2 separate regions of the Mus musculus genome follow, and region 2 is linked to region 1. A link is a contact called in public promoter capture Hi-C data. All regions are on one chromosome and are shown on one strand. The core of a region is the stretch at or near the end of the contact, and the rest is flanking DNA. Distances in the headings are between cores, read along the strand shown. Region 1 holds the start of Lpin1 (lipin 1). Region 2 has its middle 20 kb from the start of Gm36495.

Region 1 (6,060 bases), core at 2,132-4,631:
AGACTCTAAGATGCGTGCTTGCTGCCAGCTAGCAGCTTCCCTTATATGTCTTTGACACCCCCCCCCCCCTTACCCCTTTTGCTCTCCTGGAGCATCACCCTGATTAAGATGGCCCTGGTGACACACTGAAGTCTGCCTTCCCTGATGCCTTTGTTCCTGCCCCTTGCCATTCCCAGATTACTTTCCTCTTCCTCTGCCTTTGGAACCAGGACCATTTATACCCTCTCCCCAGAAATTCCCCCAGGCCCAGGCCCAGTGCCATGGGCTGTATCCTGTCTCTGCTGGGGTTTCCCACTGCTGGGTCGAGTTGTCCTCCCTCACCCTAGTGAAGCGGTACCAGGTGGCCAGAGGTTCCCACCTTGCTTCTGAGGACCCCAGTAAGGAAATCCCCACGATGAAGAAGCCACATTGTGTCACCTGGGGTTGGCGTCAGAGCCTGGGCTCTGCCAATCCTAATTCCCTGACAAGTGGGGCTCTGCCCCCATGCCTTCAGTGGGCCAGTCAGACAGAAGGGGGATGGGGAAGAGCAGAGGAAGGAGACATAGTCAGTGTGGCCCCAGCAGGAAGAGGAACAAAGAAGGTGTGTGGGGATTCTCTTCCTAGAAGGCAAGCTTCCTCCTCCAGGAGGATGCCGGGCTTCATTCAGCCATTGTCTTCTCCCTGAGTGGGAGTCCTAGGGAAATTCTAGTTTCTCCAGAGGGCCAGCGTCTCCTTTGGGTACCTTAAAGCCGGGGGCCCTCTATTAAGGGCTAGCCTTAGACTCTGAAGAGCCCCCCATTCCCAGAAGCCCTAGGCATTAGTGCTCTGTCCTTCTGGGACAGCACCCAGTGGCTCTGCAAGACTTTCTGCTGTGATTTTGCAGAGCCGACCACTAGAGTGGAGAGGTCCACCTATGGTGGCTGTGGGGGTCTCATGAAGAGGGCCGCTCACTCTTCTGTCCACACCTGCCCAGGCATGCTGGTTAGCCGTGCAGCATTCAGGAAAACAGAACCTAAGGACTTAACAGTTACCGTCACTGCCAGCAACTGAGGAGACCGATTTTCATTTAGAAGGGGTGGGTGTTTTTATATTCACATCAGCAGGGACCAGTTCCTGGTGTGGCGAGGAACACCTGCGGTCCCATGTTTAGCAAAAGAGCAATTTTCAGCACCGCATAGCCTGTTGTCCCATCCTGATGGACGCCTGCATGATGCTTGTCCTTTCTGAGGGACCAGGGAGCCAGCTGCAGCCACCAAGTCCTTATAGAATTCCCACTCCTAGGACTACTGGATTTTAGAATTGAAAATCTAGTCAGTGTTGGCCAAGAACTTAACAAGTTCCTTTCCAGCCTCCAAAGGACCTGCTTAACCAACACCTCCGCTCACTTCCTGGATTGTAAAACTGAGTACGGAATCGAGGATGCTGTACTGCTGAGCCCAGGATTGGCTCCTTCCTCCTCTAGCTAGAGTCATTAGGTTATTTCCCCTCTTCCGACTTGGGCTGAACACAGCAGGTACTGGGATTGGCTCAGGGGATCACCTCAGTTCTCTGGCTGAGTCACAGCTCAGCGGCAGGAGCGTGGCTGCAGACAAAACACTGCCTAGGGCCCCACCAGGGGGGCTCCAGACTTTGCCGGGTTAGAACACCTGGGCTTCAGAGACTCCAATTTTTGTATAGTGCGACCATCTCCTGTGACCTAGTGAATGTTTCTGAGATAAGTGACCTGTTTGTGGGATCTTCTTATAGGCAGCAGGCAAAGCTGGTCCTATCTTTGCTACTCAGAGCTGTCTGGGTGCGTTTGCGGTTGTGTGTGCGGGTTCCAGACCCCAGGTTCATTTGTGGGGTAAGGGCTTTGGGCTGGACTTTATGTGTTCAGATTCTCCTCCACCTGCTTCAAATCTGGAAAATAATAATAATAAAAATGACCTTATTTAGATGACAGAATGTAAGACTGTAAGACATGCTTTCTGGAAGGCCTTGGGGTGGGGGTGTGGAGGATGGAGGAGATGATGGAGGTGGGGCAGGGTGCCTTCATTCTGGGGTCCAGAACCCCAGGACTTTGTGGGCAGCGGAGACAACCCTTGTGGCTACTTGTGTTGCCCCAAGTGCAGCTGGAGCGCTTCCACCTCTGTCTTTATGCTCAGAGTCACCCTGCCTGTGCTGATCTCCTGAGCACTGGGGTGGAGGCAGCCCAGCCTGGCTCAGTTCCCTTGCAGGTCTTCGGTGGCCTGGTCTTGGACTGGGGTCCTAGCTTGCTTGGTGGGCAGAATCCCTTGAGAGGGATCTCCAGTGCCTCGGAAACCCAGTGTGGGGGTGGGGGTGGGGACCTGTAATTCCAGAAACCGGAAAGCAGAGGGATTGGAAGTTCGTGGTCACCTTTAGATTCGTAGATTTTAGGACCAGTTTGGGGTACACAAGCCACTCCTCCCTGGACCTCCCCACGAACTAGTTTTTCTCAAGGTGGGACGCACCCGTCATCATTCTGACCTCCCTCTCCTGGGTTGCTTGTGGCTGGCATCCATTTCTGACTCATATTTCTGCATATAGTTTCCGGTGACAGGTACATTATACTTGGGCTCTCTCTGTTGGTCTACGAGACCCCAGGTATATGTTCTCCAGCAGTCTTCCTCAAGGTCTTTGCTCTTCTGTCCCCCAGAAAGCACTGACTCTTCGGAGGGTTGTTGTATATATAATTTGATATTTATTACCTGGATGTAGCTCAGTTAGCGGATGTGAAGCTCTGGGGTCCATTCCCGGCTCGCATAAAGTAGGCATGGTGGGGGTAGGATTGCCTGTAACCTCAACACTTGGGAGGTAAGATAGGCAGATCCGAAGTGCAGGGTCATCCAGGAACCCATAGAAAGCTTGAGGCAAGCCCGGGATATAGGAGTCCTTGTCTCCTAGTAGTCTCGTGACACTTAAGAGTGACTTGGTCTGACTTGAGCCATTCCACCCCCAGACCTGGCATTGTCTGTTATTATTTATTCCTTCCTGGCTCTGCTGACTGGTGGTGAATGTTAGCCAGGAGGGAGGCAGGATGTGGGAGTGCTAAGATTAGGAATTGATCCCTAGCTTGTGACAGGCACATCAGGGGAAGAACTAATTGTAAACTGACATAAGGTCAAAACAGGGTCAGGCTGTGGAATTAGAAGACTTTGGCTGCCTACTCCCTGGAACGCCAAGGCAGACAGTCCAGTCTGGGGAGGGATGGGATGGGAAGGGGGAGGCGGGGATATGAGAGGGAGGTGGGAGGTGGGGTGGGGTGGGGGGGGGGTCTGTGGGCTCTGAAAGCATCCCAGCAGCACGCTCCTCCAGAGTCCCCTGGCGTCGCCCCGGAGACTCCGCCTCCTTTCAGGCCCCGCCCCTTGCCGTGCTTTAGCTGACAGCCGCTCCGGCCCGCTGTTTGCATACAAAGGCAGCCACACGCGTGCGCGCCTGCTCGTGAATCCTCTTGGTGAGTAGCAATGGGGACCCGGGGCCCAGCTTGCGCCCCAAAGCCCATTACTGAGACGTGGGGCCCCGCAGGGAGGCGATGTGGGCCGTGTTGTGACACAGGCCTTCCCGTGGGGTGTCGAAGCTTGCAGGGACCCCGTGGCGGTCCGAGACCCGGATGAGACGTATCCCAAAGGGTTTAGGATTCAGGCTTTGCAGCCAAGGAAACTGAGTCTAGGCTGGTAGGTTGACCTTCGTGCCCAAGGGCACGCCTCCGCTGGGTGGCAGCGAACTGGGAACCGGGATTCTTAGATAATCAAGCTCGCAGCAGGCCTCTCTGCAGCTTTGCAGTCTGGTGGGCACTGGGCCTGTGGCTCCCTTAGTAGCTGCAGGCACTTTTATCTGGGAAAGGCCGGGGGGAATATGGGAGGGAAAGCAATGCTTTGGAAGTCATATTAAGTATTAATATTAAGTCATATTAAGGGGACAGAGTCAAGGTGGCTGGCTGATAATTTGTGTGGCCAGTAGTTGCTCCAGACGCCCACCCTCCTTGGCAGGAGGCAAGAAGGAAAGCAATGGTCTGGGCTGGGCTGGGGCGTGTGGGAAAAAGCTTCCAACTGGGTAGTGAAGTTGTGGGGAAGACTGTAACGGTTCTAGGAGGAGAGGATAGCGGCCCATGGGGATTCACACATATACTATCTATCCTTTGTTCCATAAAATACGTTTTATGAATGAAAGCAGTTAAGGACTAATATCTGCACCACTAAGGGGACTTTCTAGTGTTCCCAGAAAGGCTGAAAGATCCCACTGTGTTGATTCCCTGTGTTGACAAAGCTTCCTGTTTGCCGACAGCGCGCTTCTGCTGTCACGGGTTTTGTGTGTGGGTGTGTGTTTTGGCCCTTATTCCTGCTTGTGTAGGGCCTGGTGGTTGGATTGGGAAGCCTGGGGCTGAGCTTGGTTTTGTCTTGGTGGCTGTCCCACCTCACGTGATTTCTACCCTTTTTAGGTGGCAGTCAGCAATGTTCTTATGATGCTTGTCACTTTATTGAAAGGGACAACATGCCCAGTCTTGTTGCCTGGGTGATAAGTTGGGGTTCAGATGAAGGAGATAGGATCCTTGGTTGCTGTTCTGTGTGGGGTGCTGTCTGCTGGGGAGGCTGGGGTGGGTCTTTGCTTATCTATTGCTCTCAGTGCTTCAGGCTAAAGAGAGGGAAAGGTCAGGAGATGGCAAGACAACTGACTACTGATAGCTGGAAATCCATGGGCCAGAGACATCACTTGGGAGCCTCCCTATCTAGAGTGAGGGAAAGGCCACCCTTTGTTTACTAGACTGATGAACCGAGAGGCTCCAGGTTGTTACAACTTCGGATTGTTACACCCTGATGGGGCAGCCCAGGGTACCACTGAGGTCCCTTTATAGGGCTAGGCTGGTCCTGGCTACCCAAGGCTAGCCCCTGGTCCATAACTTGGCACACCCTTTCCCCACCTTAGATTGTGAATCCATTTTTTTGTGTGTCTTTTCTCTCTTAGGTTCAGGGTCTGTAAGGGACCAATAAAGGTATAAATTGATTTGAAAAGCACGCGGGTGGGAATGCTTAGGGGCACAGGTATCTTGTTTCAGAATAGCTAGGTATGGGGTTGGTGTTCTTGGTTTCTGGAGCCTTTTGAAAATCAAACAGAAGGGAGTGGTGCAGGCTGGTGGGTGAATTGGCTGCACTTGGACGTCTTTGTACGTGAACTTGGAGCTGTCCTCTTGACCTGACTGTCTTGCCCAGACTAGTCTGGAACTCAAGGTCATCCTGCCTCAGCCTTCTTGGTGCTAGAATCACGGGTGTGTGCCACCATACTCTGCCTGCCTCAAACTATGTTTATTGTGAAACATGAATATATCCTTGCAATATCTCAGTATTTATCTGATTCAGTAGTGTCTGTCCCCTGCTCTGCATGTGTGTGTGTGTGTGTGTGTGTGTGTGTGTGTGTGTGTGTGTGTGTGTGTGTGTAGGTACAGCCTTCATACTTTAAACACACATGAAGTACTCTGCTACAGGAGACTTAGTACGGTATTTTTTGGAGCTGCTTGTTACCGTTGGGTCAGTACCCAGGCTTTCCCTGGGATGTAGACTGAGGAAAGACCATTCGTAGGCTCCTTCCCAGTACCTCTGGGTGGTGGGTGCTGTTTGAATCACCCACCCTACAGGCTCAGAATGGAGCCACAATTCTCTTGGAAACGCAGGGGATATGTGACCATTGCTAACGACCGAGGCAGGATTGCAGGGAAGTACAGCAATGTACAAAGGTCCCAGGGGCAGAGTCTTCTAGACCAAGCTGTGTATCTGGACAGAGGGCCCTCACAAGTGTGTGAAAAGACACTGGGGCTTCCAAGGAGAGCAAAGATCCTGAGCTCTGCAAGGGAGCTAATAGTTAAGAGCTGGTAAGGTTCTAAGTCCTAACCCAAGGCAATGTCACAGAGTACAGGGGCCACACTGGGTCTTCTATGTGTCTCTCTCCTGCTGGCCAGGCCCTGGGTGCTTCTTGGCAGGGACCTGAGGACACTCATTACCTGGGATTATGATACCCACTTGTTGCCAGAGCTCAGTTCTGACAAGTCTTATGTCACTTAGAAGACCTTCCAGCCCCAGAGCAGGGATC
Region 2 (6,060 bases), core at 2,054-4,553, 280 kb before region 1:
GTTGGTAGTTCTTCCTCCTCTGGCCCGGCTGAGTCCCCTACTCAGCCTCCAGATCCAGCTGGGCTTTCATTGCCTCATGCTCTTCCCTGAGTATCCTCCGTGCTCTTGTTATTGGCACCGACTCCTAGTGCCATATGGAACCAAGTAAGAAGCTCTTCTTAGTCTGTTCCCCATGTCATACTCTCCACTGTAGCTGCAGCCTGGAGCCTAGTGCTTGCATGATCCTCAACAATACGTCACTGATAAGCTGGAGTGCGTGAGATTGCCCTCCCGTACCTGCAGACACACTTTCGTGCAGACTTCTCTGAGCCCCATTCCTCACTGCTAGACCCCTCTGGAATCTTCAGTTCATACCTGCTTGGACTTCTACTTGCCAACTTCCATTCCTGTGCACTGCTGAGGTTTAAGCTTAAGTACTGTGGGTGTTTTTCCAGGTTTCTGCTCCTTGCTCTGTCTCAGTCTGATGACTGTGATGTAGGTCATATGTCTAGACCTGCAGGACATTTAAATGAACGCAGGTGGGGTGATGTCCCAAGTGGAGGTAGATTGATTGGTGGGACTTTGGTGACAGCTACCTACACACTTTCCTGTTCTTGGAGAATTTCAAAGGTAAAAGAATCAATCCTTGTTTTCCTGAACGCAGCTTCAGGGTCTGTAAAATACAACGGCTCCAACGGACAATTCAAGAATGAATTCCAGGGATCTGAGAAATGACTCAGCAGCTAAGGGCACTTCCTGCCAAGCGTAGTGATGTATGTGGGTGGGTTTGATCCTCAGAGCCCACATTGTGGAAGGAGAGAGACACTCCCAGAAGTTGTCCTTTGACTTCTACACACGCACTGTGGCACAAACATTCTTATACACATAGATGGGCACAGATGTAGGCAGGAGGATCGGGAGTTTAATGTTAGCTTCAGGAAGTTTGGAACTAGCCTGAGCTACATGAGACTTTTATACACACACACACACACACACACACACACACACACGCACGCGCGCGCGCACACACACACACTGAGAGAGAGAGAGAGAAATAGAGAGAGAGAGAGAGAGAGAGAGAGAGAGAAAGGAAATAATAATGGTTAATTAAACAAATACCAGCAGTAGTGCATGCTTTGCCTAAATACCTCCTACATATATATGAAGTATTGAATAGTCACCATCTTTCACTTGCAGTTTGTGAATTGTTGAGTTCTTATAGATTATGAGGATTAAGATAAATGAGCTGCCTTAAATATGAAAGAGTAGGAAATTCTAAGATCAGGATTTGTGTGTGTGTGTGTGTGTTGTGTGGATGTATGTAAAAGTCTTATGTAGCTCAGACTAGTTCCAAACTTACTGAAGTTAGCCTTAAACTCCCAATCTTCCTGCCTCTGCTTCCCAAGTGCTGGGATTAGAAGCATCCATCACGGTACCTGGCTTTGTATCGGAATTTGAAATTGGACTTTACCACAGAATGCCTACAATTCAGTCTTTTCCATGGTATGATTTGGGAGATGCCATCCTAAGTGTCTATGTTCTTTTTCCCCCAGTTCTGACCCTCCTAGAGTCTTTACTAGGGCCCTTAGACAGTGGAACCAGTGGGACGGGCCCCTCAGTGACATTACTCAGCTGTCTGTGAGGGCTAGTGAGAACACCTGTGTTTAATTTAAATGGTGACTCAGATGTCCCATTCCTGAAATAGGTGACACAGGCCCACACAAGCTGGAGTCCCATTCTTGGACCTCCTGACAGTAAGCCCAAATTTCCCACCCTGTTTGTTGACAGGGAACAAAGAAGTTGCAAATGGGAGAGCTGTCTTCCACCTCAGCCTCATGTCCAAAGGACATCAGCTCCTACAAACCAACACAGAGATTAGGTGAAAAATGCAATTTACTGAGACTAAAGGAAAGGGCAGCCCATGTGTGTGTGTGTGTGTGTGTGTGTGTGTGTGTGTGTGTGTGTGTGTGTGTGTGTGCATGCATGAATGAGTGTTTACATCATTCCAACTGGGGAAAGCTTTCCCTGAGGAGATGCCCCATGGCTTTCTCAAGCCAAAAGAGGTCACAGAGAAATGCCCGTCAGGGGTTGAGTGTATTGTCCAGTGGCTTGATCCCAGCACCACAAAACATAAAACAAAGTTGTATGACGTTTCTGTTCTTATCTTATCTTATCTTATCTTATCTATCTATCTAAATGCACATGAAGTTTAGAGAACAACTTTCTGGAGTTGGTGTTCTCCTCCTACCATATGGGGCCCAGCGATTGAACTCAGGCTGTCAGGCTTGGTGGATGACACCTTTGCTCACTGAGCTATCTTGCTTACCTATGATTCCTTTGTATGCTTGTGTGTGTGTGTGTGTGTGTGTGTGTGTGTGTGTGTGTGTGTGTGTGTGTGTTTATATACACACATGTGGATTTATATACAGGTAGATGTGGAGGATAGCAGGCAATCTCTGTTGTCATTCCTCGGGACTGTCTACCTATCTTTTTTGAGGCAGAGTCTCTCTTTGGTCTAGAGCTCCCCAGTCAGGCTGACTCTCCATCTCCCCAGTGCTGGATTACAAGGATAAACCCCCAAGTGTGGCTTTTATTTTTAAATGTGGGTTCTGGGCCTCATGATTGTAAAGCAAGCACTTTACCAAGGAGCTATCACCCCAGGATGAATAGCATAGGCTCTGTGTGTGGCCAGTGATAGCTAACCCAGCCCTCCATTCAAGACCGGGAATGCTTCTGGAAGGAGAGGACTCAGATAGTTTACTTGGGGCTCTGGGTTCCACCTCCAGCTCCACCATTTGAAAACAAAAAGATGTCAGTTGGTCAGGAGGAACCCACTGCTTGCAGAGTGCTTTCTCTTTCCTTTTGTATCACTGTGCCCCCAGTGGACTCAACAGCTGCAGGCCCGAAGAAGGCGGATTTCCCCCACTAAGTAAACAAGCAGGACCTGGGTGGAGACTGTTTGAAAATGATTTGGTTTAAAGTTAATCCGGGCCACTTCCCCCAGGGATCTTTGACCAACACGACATCTTTGGAGTTCACTCAGATGCCATATTGTGGTAACATTCCACCAATTTGAACCAAAGGCGATGTGACGTAGTGGAAAACTGGCCTGGATGAGAAGCTAGCCCTACCCTGGCCCCAGGGGTTTCTCTGAAGGCAAGGCCAGGCCCTCCCCTCACCCTGGCAGCCACTGGCCCTGGGGCCTGGGCCCCTTCCTGCAGCTCCCTCTCTCTAAAGTGCTTCCTCTAGCAGGCTCACTGAGGGCTCTGTGGCATTTCTGGAATGTCCTTCCTCCCAGCTCTGCTCTGCTCCCCGCTTTAGCAGGAAGGCTGGGAAATAAAGAGGCCCATTTAAGCCTCCCAGGGCCAAGAGAGCACATCTCATAGCTGAGTATTTATGACTGTTACTGTTGCAGAGACGACCTGTGAATTGCCTGGCACCCCTCCATGGTGTGGAAGTGGAGTTGGCACCCTCTGCACTTGGCTGGAGGGTGCGTGGCTGTCCTGGGCAAGGCTATGCAGAGCTCGTATCTCTTCCTGCAACTACTGGGGCTCTGAGGGGTTTCCAGAAGTAACCAGCGCCCAAGATCCCAAGAGGAATCCAAGTGCTATGGACCAACAGCTAGTCTCTCTTAAAACAGAGGGGTAGGTGTTACCATGGGAACGATAAAGCATAGCAGCAACTCTGCTATGTGAAAGCAGACCTTTCTAGAGGAATGTGGATGTCTGTGCCCCGACTCCATTGCCTTCACGTTCCTGTGCATGCCATTTGTTCTCGGGTAGAGGCCAAGGGACACCCTCAGTTGTTTGTCAAGCACTGTCCACCTTGGTTTTTTGAGATAGACTCTCATTGGCCTGGAGCTTGCCAAGCAGGTTAGACTGACCAGGCAGCAGGCAGACTCCAGGAGTCTCTCTGTCTCTGCCTCTTCAGCACTGGGATTACAAGCATGAAATACCGTGCCTAGATTGTTAGTTTATTAATTGAACCCGGGTCTTCATGCTTTTATGGAAAGCACCTTACCAAGTGAGACATTTTCCCCAGCCCTTATTCCCTTAATTCAAAACCAGCCCCACCCACTCCCCCTCTCTCTCCCCTTTAGCAAACTGGACCAGAGATGGAGCCAAGCTCGCTAATCAGCCGCTTGTTATTGACTGTTGATTTGTGATTTGTTTCTTCACTTCTTCCAGGCCCTTGAGAGAGGAAGCTGGTCAAGCCAGGCATGGCCAGCTAAGCTGGCCAGATGTGAACACGCCTTGGGAGCCTGTCTGCAAGAGCTCACAGTGACCCCCAGACTCCAGAGAACTTCTGACAGTTTCCCTGTTTCTTGTTCCAGTCACTCTTGAGGCTCTTGGGTTCCTGATATGTACACTGCTATCTTTTTGAAACAGCATGTTCTCTTGGGGCTTAAATTTATGTAACATAATACCCTATTAGAATTCTAAGAAGGAAAAAAAATTTTAATGGGAATTTCTAGCAACAGCTATGTGGAGGGACAAAGAAAGGTCGCTGTGGGCCAGATCCTGAGTGGCCTTACTGTGACAGTGAACAAGCTTTGACTTGTACAGCCAGCCCCTCCCGGTGGTCTGCAGAGCTTGGGGAATACAGAATCCATTTGCAGGGTGGCTCAAAGATCTCCTAGAAGGAAGTCTTCCCTATTGCAGTGCCCCACCCCCAAATACTGAGAGACAGGAACAGCTATTGAGGCTCAGCTTGCCCAAACCAGGCAGGACACTCGCATTCCAAAGAGAGACAGTGGACTGACTACTGGTGATGCTTTGTCTGAGCCTCGAGGGGTTCGCCACACTCCACACTCCAGGCGTGACATATCCAGGCGAGGCAGTGAGGTTGCACTTGCTCATTCTTCCCAGCCTCGCCTGCCCTCACCTGCCCACCACAGCTTCTAGGACTAGAAGAGAAAACTACCGGTCTTCACAAAACAGACTTTACCTCCAGGGATCTTGCTTCAGACTCATTGGGGAGTTCTGCTTCTAGGAGCACTCCCTCTCCTGGTTACCCTTCCTACCTCCCTGGGCTATTAGTCCCTTCATTGTGAGACATCGTGGCTGTGACCAAAGGAACTGTGTCAAAGTTGAAAATGCTGAGGCATGCTGGGTCTGGATCCAGAACTGTAGCACGAAGAACATGGAGGCACTGAGTGAAGACGGTATTCAATTTTTCTGTCCGCTCTTGCTGACCTATCTATCTTTAGTGAGCCGGCTCTGCAGTACTGCTAATGGGCATCCTCTCTGAGGATCTGGCATCAGAATCCAGCGATTCCCGTGAGGATTCTGAATCTATGCTGTTGTGAGAGTTCCCTGGCACCTTTGAGATCCACCCCCAACACTCAACAATCCCTGCAGCTGTGATCCTATGTAGCTAAGGACATTGTAAAACATCTGATCCCCCTGCCTTTACCTCCCAAACCCTGGCCTTATAAGCATGCCGTCAAGCCAAGCAAAAGATAGGTGCTTTACCAGCTAAACCTTGAGACCCCGCAGCTTCGGATCTTAAAATCGTGCACACTTTTCCTTGCCACCAGCTGCTGATGGGACCTCAGCCTGTCTTTACTGGTTCCAGGTCCCAGCTGGGTTTTTATAAAACGTGAAGCAGTCCTAGTTCTGATCTGATGTAGAATCAGCTGTTTCTGTCAAAAAGATGGTCTAGGAAGGGGTGTGGTGTGATGGACTGCTAAATAGGTATGACATTTCTTTATAGGGTAATGGAAATATTCTGGCTGGGAATAAAATGGGCTGGGAAGATGACTCACTGGGTAAAGTGCTGCTGCACAAGAATGAGGACCTAGTTTGGATCCCCAGGACCCACATAATAGATGGGTGTGGTGGAGTGCACTGAGGGAGTCAGGCCAGAGAGCCAGATCCCAGAGTGCAGGCTGGGCCTGACAATCTAGCTGAAAACAGAGGTAAGTCGCAGGTATAATAGTTTAGTTTTGTCCCCAAAACTAAAACTAAGGTATAGAACAATAGAAGATGCTGAAGTTGACCTCTGGCCTTCACACATGACAGCTCAAGTGAGCACACCATCACATAGGTGCACACACACACACACACACACAGACCTAAA

What was found. Promoter capture Hi-C pulls out the DNA fragments that hold promoters and counts their contacts.
Region 2: a contact with region 1 is called in a promoter capture Hi-C map of liver, with 2.6 times the contacts expected there. The contact joins the enhancer-like site here to the promoter of Lpin1 in region 1. A contact is called at or near these places in 2 of 39 promoter capture datasets (both in liver), 2 of 484 Hi-C or Micro-C datasets (erythroblasts and nephron progenitors) and 3 of 115 datasets of contacts at active chromatin or transcription factors (embryonic stem cells, microglia and pancreatic cancer cells).

What each region holds. Positions count from the first base shown.
Region 1 is chr12:16,587,091-16,593,150 of GRCm38.p6, reverse strand. It overlaps Lpin1 (lipin 1), which reads left to right and starts at 3,381. Exons shown (of 21, transcript NM_015763.4): 1 at 3,381-3,433.
Region 2 is chr12:16,867,809-16,873,868 of GRCm38.p6, reverse strand. No RefSeq gene overlaps it. Among named protein-coding and RNA genes, the nearest start is that of Gm36495, 20 kb to the right of the region's middle. Within about 2 kb of position 3,303, at least 212 of the 459 cell types and tissues checked have an H3K27ac peak or open chromatin away from gene starts, as enhancers often do. A contact at or near this core is called in liver, microglia, nephron progenitors and 1 more, where this site is marked.